Linked DNA regions of Bombyx mori: region 2 is linked to region 1. Evidence: chromatin contacts called from public Hi-C data. All regions are on one chromosome and are shown on one strand. The core of a region is the stretch at or near the end of the contact, and the rest is flanking DNA. Distances in the headings are between cores, read along the strand shown. Region 1 overlaps LOC101742023 (protein PALS1). Region 2 overlaps LOC101742023 (protein PALS1).

What was found. Hi-C and Micro-C count contacts between places; a contact is called where the count stands out from the background.
Region 2: a contact with region 1 is called in a Hi-C map of whole pupa, with 1.8 times the contacts expected there. The contact joins two enhancer-like sites. A contact is called at or near these places in 2 of 7 Hi-C or Micro-C datasets (both in whole pupa).

Annotation. Positions count from the first base shown.
Region 1 is chr18:2,096,163-2,100,537 of ASM3026992v2, reverse strand. All of the region lies in intron 8 of LOC101742023 (protein PALS1), which reads right to left. Among protein-coding and RNA genes, the nearest start is that of LOC101742163, 66 kb to the left of the region's middle. Within about 2 kb of position 1,842, at least 7 of the 8 cell types and tissues checked have open chromatin away from gene starts, as enhancers often do.
Region 2 is chr18:2,140,329-2,144,703 of ASM3026992v2, reverse strand. The region is part of intron 8 of LOC101742023 (protein PALS1); the gene reads right to left. Among protein-coding and RNA genes, the nearest start is that of LOC101742163, 22 kb to the left of the region's middle. Within about 2 kb of position 1,908, at least 4 of the 8 cell types and tissues checked have open chromatin away from gene starts, as enhancers often do.

The DNA of each region.
Region 1 (4,375 bases), core at 593-3,092:
CCAGTAATTCGTTTCATAGGTGATGAAAAATACATTGAAAATGTTAATGACATGGATAATGGAATCGGAAGCCGTACGTATGCCGCCCGAAGCTGTTAAAATTAAAATACCCGTGAATTTCCATCCGAAAACGTTGTCGATTGTAAAATTATTATAGTGACATTGTTAGTAAAACACACAATGTGTGCCTCGCAAACACATTGTTCTGTCGATTGAAAGATATACAGCAAACATTCCTGATGTATACAACATAAACAGACACGTATTCAACGCGATGCTTTGTGGGCCGTTGACCTATTTTCGTACGAGCATTTTTTAATTAGATTCCGTCATTATAGTTTAATGTTTTCGTCAACTTTTACTTTTGTTATTATTGCTCCGTATACTATTCGCGTCTTAATTAATTATTTTTGAATAGTTTGTTGGCACCAATTCATTTATGGCCTATTATGGCCTATTATGGCCTATTATGGCCATTTATGGCCATTATGGCATTTGCAGGCAGCGGCTTGGCTCTGCCCCTGGCATTGCTGAAGTCCATGGGCGACGGTAACCACTCACCATCAGGTGGGCCGTATGCTCGTCTGCCTACAAGGTCAATAAAAAAAAAATTTGGCCCAACTTCCACGTTACTAAATAGGTTTATTAAAACAAAATGTCAATACAGGCGCTTAGATTCAAAACTCATCAATTTGTCAACATATTTTTCACTTTTTTGCATTCGATTACTCAGCATGTAACGGTTTGATTAGCTAATATTAAATACTTATGTCATACATATTTCGTGAAACAAAAGCGTACCTCAATACAACAGTATTGAAGCCGCTGACCCCATGCGTCATGTGTTTTCTGTTTGTCTTCCATTGCGCGTAATTATGCAATCGAATTATTTATAATGTTTTAGTGTCCTTAAAATAAACAGAGCGTCACTGTTAGTTTGGTTTTCAGAGATTCTTCGATTACGCTGTATAGGAAAATATGTACCTAACAGAAAAATACTTCGTAATATCAAAACAGTAATGTAGAATAATCGTTGTGGTTGAACGTGAAAATCAATCACGCTATATACCTGTACGCGATAGGTATATACGGTACATGTTGGCGACAAGGTTAATTGTTTTGTGACGCTTACATTATAAATGACTCACAATAACCAAAATTTAAATTATAAAAAAAAACCTTCCGTTATTTTTCACAATATAATAATGATTTGTTTTTGTGTTCTGTAAGAAATAACGATCGTATGATACAAAAACCATTCGATCACATACAAAATAGGTTGAGAAAAAATTAAACAAATTTCATATAACCTTAAATTAAATTCCAGTTCTCTTGGATCGCAATAATATTTCGTGAAAGAGCTAAACGCGGAAAAATTCTATTAATTATTTCACTGAACTGTATGTTGAATGTTAGGTTAATTTTAAAATAAATATACCCGTTTTACAAAGTTGTTGAAGGCGCTAATTCTTAAGCAATTGTCGATTCGCTCAAAACTGTTAAAAACAAATCCAAACACGATCGTCACTTTTACCATTAAACACACGAACATAAAAATACCATTCAATTATTAATTATCATTTACCCAATCAGACTTGGACACTTGGTCAACATTGACAACCAAACAACAAATTTTTTAAAAAGGAATTAATTATAACACATTAATATTTTTTTACACAATATAGGCACTATTTTTCGAAAACCATTCGCTAAATATAAACACGATTATTGAAAGAAAAACAAAACGTCGCTGTCACGTTTGAGAATGACACTGCGGAGTCCGACGTACGTCAAACCGAGACGAAAGTAAGCGAGGGACTAGGAATCGCGGCCGTTCGACTTGGCGCGAACCGGCCGCGCGGCCCGCCCTATTGCAAACTAAAACTTGAAATTACGAAACCTAAAACAAGTGTGCTCGACGGATGTGGTATAAATGTATTCGAAAATTCACTTATTACTTATCTTTATGAATCTTTATAATTATGTAATATTTATAGACCCGAAATAAATACGAGATAAAACAAATATTGCCGAAACTGGCTTACGTCTCAAGCAGACATACATCACCTTCCGTTACACAGATGCCGCGCGTGACACAACCATTGTCTCATTACAGACGTGTGATGACGGTGGCTAAATACCACAAAAGGAAGCTAATTCCAGAGCCTAATCTCAATTGGCAAAATTGATATCACTGGGTAGTAGGAATGTATTTTACTCTTATAATGCATCGACATAAGGGTCTCCTTTTAGGGATGAGATCATCTTAAGCAATTTGTATCACACGGAAAATAGATTACTTTTTTTGCCTTCGAAGATACACAAGTTTAAAGGCATATCATATTCAAGATATTAAATTATTGTAAGTAATGGTCCTCACCGGCACGAATTTAAGTACAAGTAGCTGGTAATTGCGGCCAGAGATTACGGAGTAGGCGTGAAGTATTGTTCTATCTGTGTGCTTAGTGCGAGTTTTTAACATTCTCGATAACGTATAAGTTAACTCAAATTTGTATGGAGTTGGAACGTTTGTCTACGTTTGCCACTAGGGGCACTGTTGCAACTGCGTACAAATTTGAGTTAGCTTTTACGCTATCGAGAACTTTAAAAAACTCGCACTAAGCACACTGTTCAGAACTTCCAAATGATTTATTTCTAGCGCAATTGGGAGTTCTACTGGTACTTTAATGCCAATAAAAATGGATTACTAAATACCATTAATAGAGTTTATCAATCGCATCCACAAGTAAACTAAATCTGGCAAAAATCTGATTCGCGTTAATATCTATTTTTAAGATAAGAGTTAAGCTATAATATATAACCGATGGCCTACTGTTTCATGACACGCACACGGCAAAAGAGTTTCCGTCTTCATTATTCTGTATACAATGCTTATGGTTTAAGTTATTTTTATAAATATATTTTAAAATATATATTTGTATTAAAAAAACCTACATACTTAGATATTAGATTTAGAAACCGTCCGTAGTCGGACGGAAAACGGACAAAGACTTCGTGTTTGCAAATATAAATATTTGTTTTTGTTTGTCCACCTACCAGTGCTATATTCGTCGAGGGTTTGTTAATTAAGCGAAATTCCAAATGCGGGGACGCCTGTATTTAAAGATTAAATGTAAAGACTGTAAGGCCTTCCGTTTTTCATACGTAAAACGGAATTAATTAGCGTCATTGAAGTCGTTTTGATCTCGTTTCGGCAGTAAGTAATTGAAATGCTTCAACTGAATGTTCGTCTAAAATGTAAAGAACGTGTTTTCATCTAAGAACTTCGGGTGGTGCAATTTTCATTTTACCATAATTTATGAAAGTTCATTTAAAAAAAAACTCTGTATACCGAAAATGGCTTTTAGAGAACTCGATGTATGCGAGTTACCTTATAATGGACTACAGACATCGCTCATGGACATCAGCAATGTAAGGGGAACGGCGAAATTGCTGCTTGCTGCTGAAGATTCCTTTATAACTCCCTTTAAAGAAGGATAATACGGGATGGAATACCAGAAACATCGCAAAGTGAATTCGAAAACCAGATGTTTCATAGCAAAAGAGATTTCTAGAAACAATTTTTTGATATTTTTCGTGGAAAAATCCTTAGATGCCTTTCCATAGAGCAGCTTGTATAAAACATGCAAACATATAAAAACAGAATATGTAAAAAAATAGTATGTATTATGATTTGAAGTAACGTGTAAATTCAGAAAGTTTATTAAAAATAAGCATAACATACTTTAATAAATTACTAAACGATAAAAACAGGGAAGCGTTTTAGTGCATTAAATTATTAACCAAATAAAATATTACAACTATCGTGTAAATATCAATCCTCATACTGGTGTAAAAACCAATATGCCACATCCGACCTTATTGATTTAATTAATCCACGTAAAAGACATTTTTGTTTCAAAAGAGCAGATCGTAAGTTGTTGCGTTACTATTAAAACCAGTTTTCGTGTTGTTTTTATGTAATATATCCAACGTTACTTTTACGTGTGTAATAATTGCATTCTTTCAATTTTTTTATTGTAGATGCGGCCGGTTCCTCTCAAATCGTTTTTTTTTAAACATCGACTTTCACTGTGTACGTGCCAAAGTCTTGAAAACCCTTATATTATTTTGAGTCAACTCAAAATATTATTATGAGTTTTTTTATGAGACTTTTTTATGAGTTTACTGTGGTGTGCAATGTAAATTATTCTGTCCAGCTTAACACATTTGTTTAAATTATCAACTTGTTGATATGATAAATAGGCTTTCAGATCTTTCGAGTGGCTACGCATGATTGTTTCCGGAAAGCAATATACAAAATATGTGGGTATCTACCCGTATAGGTTCACAGAATGCCTCGTGTGTATTTTTG
Region 2 (4,375 bases), core at 659-3,158, 44 kb before region 1:
TAAGTCAAAAGTAATAGTTTCGTTCGTGTAATTCATTCAACATATATCGACTGCTAGCAAAACCGGTAAATAGCTACACTATTCTTAAGATTGCACTGAAAACATTGATAGGAATTTTGACGGGAACGCGAGGAGTGTAGTCGTGTGATTTGTTTTGTTTTGTGTATTTAGTGTTTCTTCAGGTTTAAATGTGTAATAACGGTGGTCTATTAACTGTTTAATATCTGTGAAAGTGCACAAATGTGGGAAAATGAAACAAAGCCGCTGGACGTAACTTCTAGGGATCCTCCAAAAAGTCCACTGAAAAAATCTCAGTAAATGACCATCATTTTACTGAGATTATATTTCATCCCATAACATCTTATGTGACTACATTTAATTTCATACCAGTTGATTAATGTCTCAAATTTATCATCTTCATTTCATTTTGACTCCATTTTATCATTTTTCATAAAAATAAGAATGTAAATTAAAATAAGACATGACCTAAATAAAGGTCTTCGTTACCAGGTCATAAAATCCCTTAAAAAAAACATTGACAAATATAAACAGTCATCTATCATTAAAATTCTATTTAAGTTCTTCGAATAAAAAAAAAGGTACAAAACGGAAATTTGATACGACACAGCGGAAATAATTTGCGATGTAAATTAGAACAAAATATTAAACCTTTCATCTTCTGCGTTAAATGTTCAATTAGCACGTTTAAATGAAGGAGCAACATCTGGTTTTAAGTGGTGCCGTAACAAAGCAGGGCTACGCGGTCGATCATAGTAGGTACTCCAAAACACAGTTCAAATTTGAATTAAGAGCTCCTATCAATGTTTCCGCAGGGTTTTGCGTGACATTCTGTTTGTTTGGGCGCCCGGTTGACCCTCCCGGTACGTAGCAACGTCATGCATCACGATAAATAGCCTTTTCCGGCCTCAAAAAATAATAATGCCCTGCAAAACCATCGATACAATCTATATATGTATATAAAAATGAATTGCTGTTCGTTGGTCTCGCTAAAACTCGAGAACGGCTGGACCGATTTGGCTAATTTTGGTCTTGAATTATTTTTGGAAGTCCAGAGAAGGTTTAAAAGGTAGAAAGAAACATATGAAAATGCTCGGAATTAAATAAAAATAACAATTTTGTTTTTCCTTTGATGTGTCCCCCGTCGGACGAATTATTTTTGTTTGTTTTAAGTTTATTTTATACAAAAGTTTAGGTCTTTTATTTATCGATTGAGGCACTACGAAGTCTGCCGGGTCAGCTAGTGGAAAATAAAATCCAAGCTTTTGTAAAACTTTGTAAAACAACCTTTGGGATTATTGCCTATCAACTTTATATAAATAAATTATAAACCGAAGATTAGGTATGAATTTGTCGGAGGTTTACGACGAAGGGAAGATCTTCCACCGACCGGGCGATATTGCTCGGTAGACCGACGGTCCGAATGTTGTTCGCAACTTGTATTTAAGCAAACTTATCTTGAAATTTCTTAAGCGATATTCAGGCATATCGTCATTGTCAAACCCAAATCTTCTATGTGCACTTTTTGAGATTTTTACTTTTTGGCCTTTTCGTATAGTTCACAGCCCTATCTGCCGTATAAAAAAAACTGTTATGTGTCTATAGATTTAATATTTATCTATAGCTTTCATTTGATATCGTTCTTAAAAGTTCACCTTCATATAAAAATTATACGAAAATGTTTTTACTCGTTAATTCAAAACAGAGTTTTTGCACATAGCAGATTTTGGTTTGACAGCGACGGTATGTCAAATATCTTGTGTTGTATGATGGCTCTCTTCTACATCGTTCCCTCGCTGCTGACGATCGCGGCCACATGTGGCGTTCCTCCACTGTGTTGGATCATGGGTGGCATGGCACGCATGGTACAGAGTACCACCAAGTGCTTCGCCTACTACATCTGACCATTTGGCTGGTGTTCTGCCCACGGCTCCCTTAGCTTAGAGGGCTATGCGACGCGAAATTATGGGCTTTTTTTCTTTTTATTGCTTCGATGGCTGGACGAGCTCACAGCCCACCTAGTGTTAAGCGGTTACTGACCTAGTGTTAAGCTGTAACCCACCTTGAGATAAAAGTTCGAATGTCCCAAGTATAGTTACAACGGCTGCCCCTACCCTTCAAACCGAAACGCATTACTACTTTACGGCAGAAATAGGCAGGGTACCTACCCGCGCGGACTCACAAGAGGTCCTACCACCAGTGAAGTACCTACCCTTCCCTAATTCATGTCTGGGAGACCGCATGATGTGTCCAAAGAAGCTCATAACACGTTCCCGGCAGATGGCAGAGAGCCTTTTTTGGATTTTTACCTCCCTTAATATAAACTAGATGATGACCGAGCTTTACTCGGTTTTTTTTTTTGATAACGCCATCTTGTTGTGTCTTTAAAGCGGTTAGTTGCCCTCAATTAAGAAAAATAGTATTATTATTCGCCAATAGATGTCGGGAACAGTTGATTATTGAAAACACGAATAAAACAACATTTTCTGAAAATAAATCGTAGCTAGATCGATTTATCGCCCCCGAAATCCCCTGTATACTAAGTTTTATGAAAATCGTTGGAGCCGTTTCCGAGATTCAGATTATATATATATATATATATTAATATACAAGAATTGCTCGTTTAAAGGTATAAGATAAGATAAGATACAGCTACACGCCACAAAATACATCCTATATCGTCTATAGGAAATCTACTTCAGACGTTTCTCTGGTTGTGTTTCGAATTGGAGTGAAAACGATAAAAGGTTTGACCAATAATAACGTGCTTGTAATTTTTGTGCTAGATTTCTGCTTTTGTTATCACAACGACCGGTTTACTTGAGTTTAGTGGGTCAGTCGTGCACCCTCGCTGTGGGTTCAGCGAGATTGAACGATAACATTCGCCCATATCTCTGCGATCGGACACGATCAATTTGATTCATCTATTAGTTCAAAAAATATATCTCAAATATTGTTGTGAGGTATAAAAAATTCATGTCGAACTTTCTAGTTCATGTTTTATACCACTATGAAATTTAGAATATAACGTTTTTAACTAGCCAAATGTAATTTTTTTTTGTACCTACGCTGGTAGCTTTGATAGACTATACCAGCGTAAACGAGCTAGTAGGTGAGCTGAAGGGGCTCAAACCTGACGTAGTTGCTAACACGAACCTTAGCAAGAGCTGTGCTTCGCAGAATCTACCGCCGGATCGGAAACGCGACCCACTGAGAAAATCCGCAGAGAAACTCAGTGGGCTTGTAGTAAATCAAAACCAGGATAAAACGAACGACAATACCGTATATTTTATTTTATACTGCCCACACGGCAAGTGAGAATGCTCGCCAAGATTTTTTTTAATTTGGTAACAACGATAAATAGCAATTAGCTTATATTTTTCTAAATTTACGTTTGATTGAATTAATTTAATCAAACTCAGCAACTACTATTGTGTTGCAAAATTCATTAATTTACTTGGTTCATTTTGTAAGGCAATTGCAGTCTGCTACCTCAGGAATATACGCGACAGAGACGAATCTAGAATTAAACATAGGGTGTTAAAAAATTTACCGACTTACTGATTAAAAACTAATCAGTACCTAAGTCGGTAAATTTTGTTCGCGAGTAGTACAGTAGTGGTTTTTAAATATTTTTATGGTTAAAATGTTTATTTCCAACATTTTGAATACGTGTTCACCTGTGTTCCGTAAGCAGGTGATCAGTATGTCGTCGTGGCCTAACGGATAAGACGTCCGGTGCATTCGTGTTGAGCGATGCACCGGTGTTCGAATCTCGCAGGCGGGTACCAATTTTTCTAATGAAATACGTACTCAACAAATGTTCACGATTGACTTCCACGGTGAAGGAATAACATCGTGTAATAAAAATGAAACCCGCAAAATTATAATTTGCGTAATTACTGGTGGTAGGACCTCTTGTGAGTCCGTACGGGTAGGTACCACCGCCCCGCCTATTTCTGCCGTGAAGCAGTAATGCGTTTCGGTTTGAAGGGTGGGGCAGCCGTTGTGACTATACTGAGACCTTTAGAACTATATCTCAAGGTGTGTGGCGCATTTACGTTGTAGATGTCTATGGGCTCCAGTAACCACTTAACATCAGGTGGGCTGTGAACTCGTCCACACATCTAAGCAATAAAAAAAAAAATAAAAAAAAAAAAAAAAAAAGTGTGTGTGTCCGCTCCGACGCACGACTGGAGTTTACTGGATATAAAAAATTAAACGAAACAATACGAGAAATAGTTCTATATTACGACAACACGATACACTACAGATTATTAACAAATTAACGAGACACAAAACAAACGACTAACAAATATATGAAAATACAATAATGAGAGAAACGCGCGATCAGTAC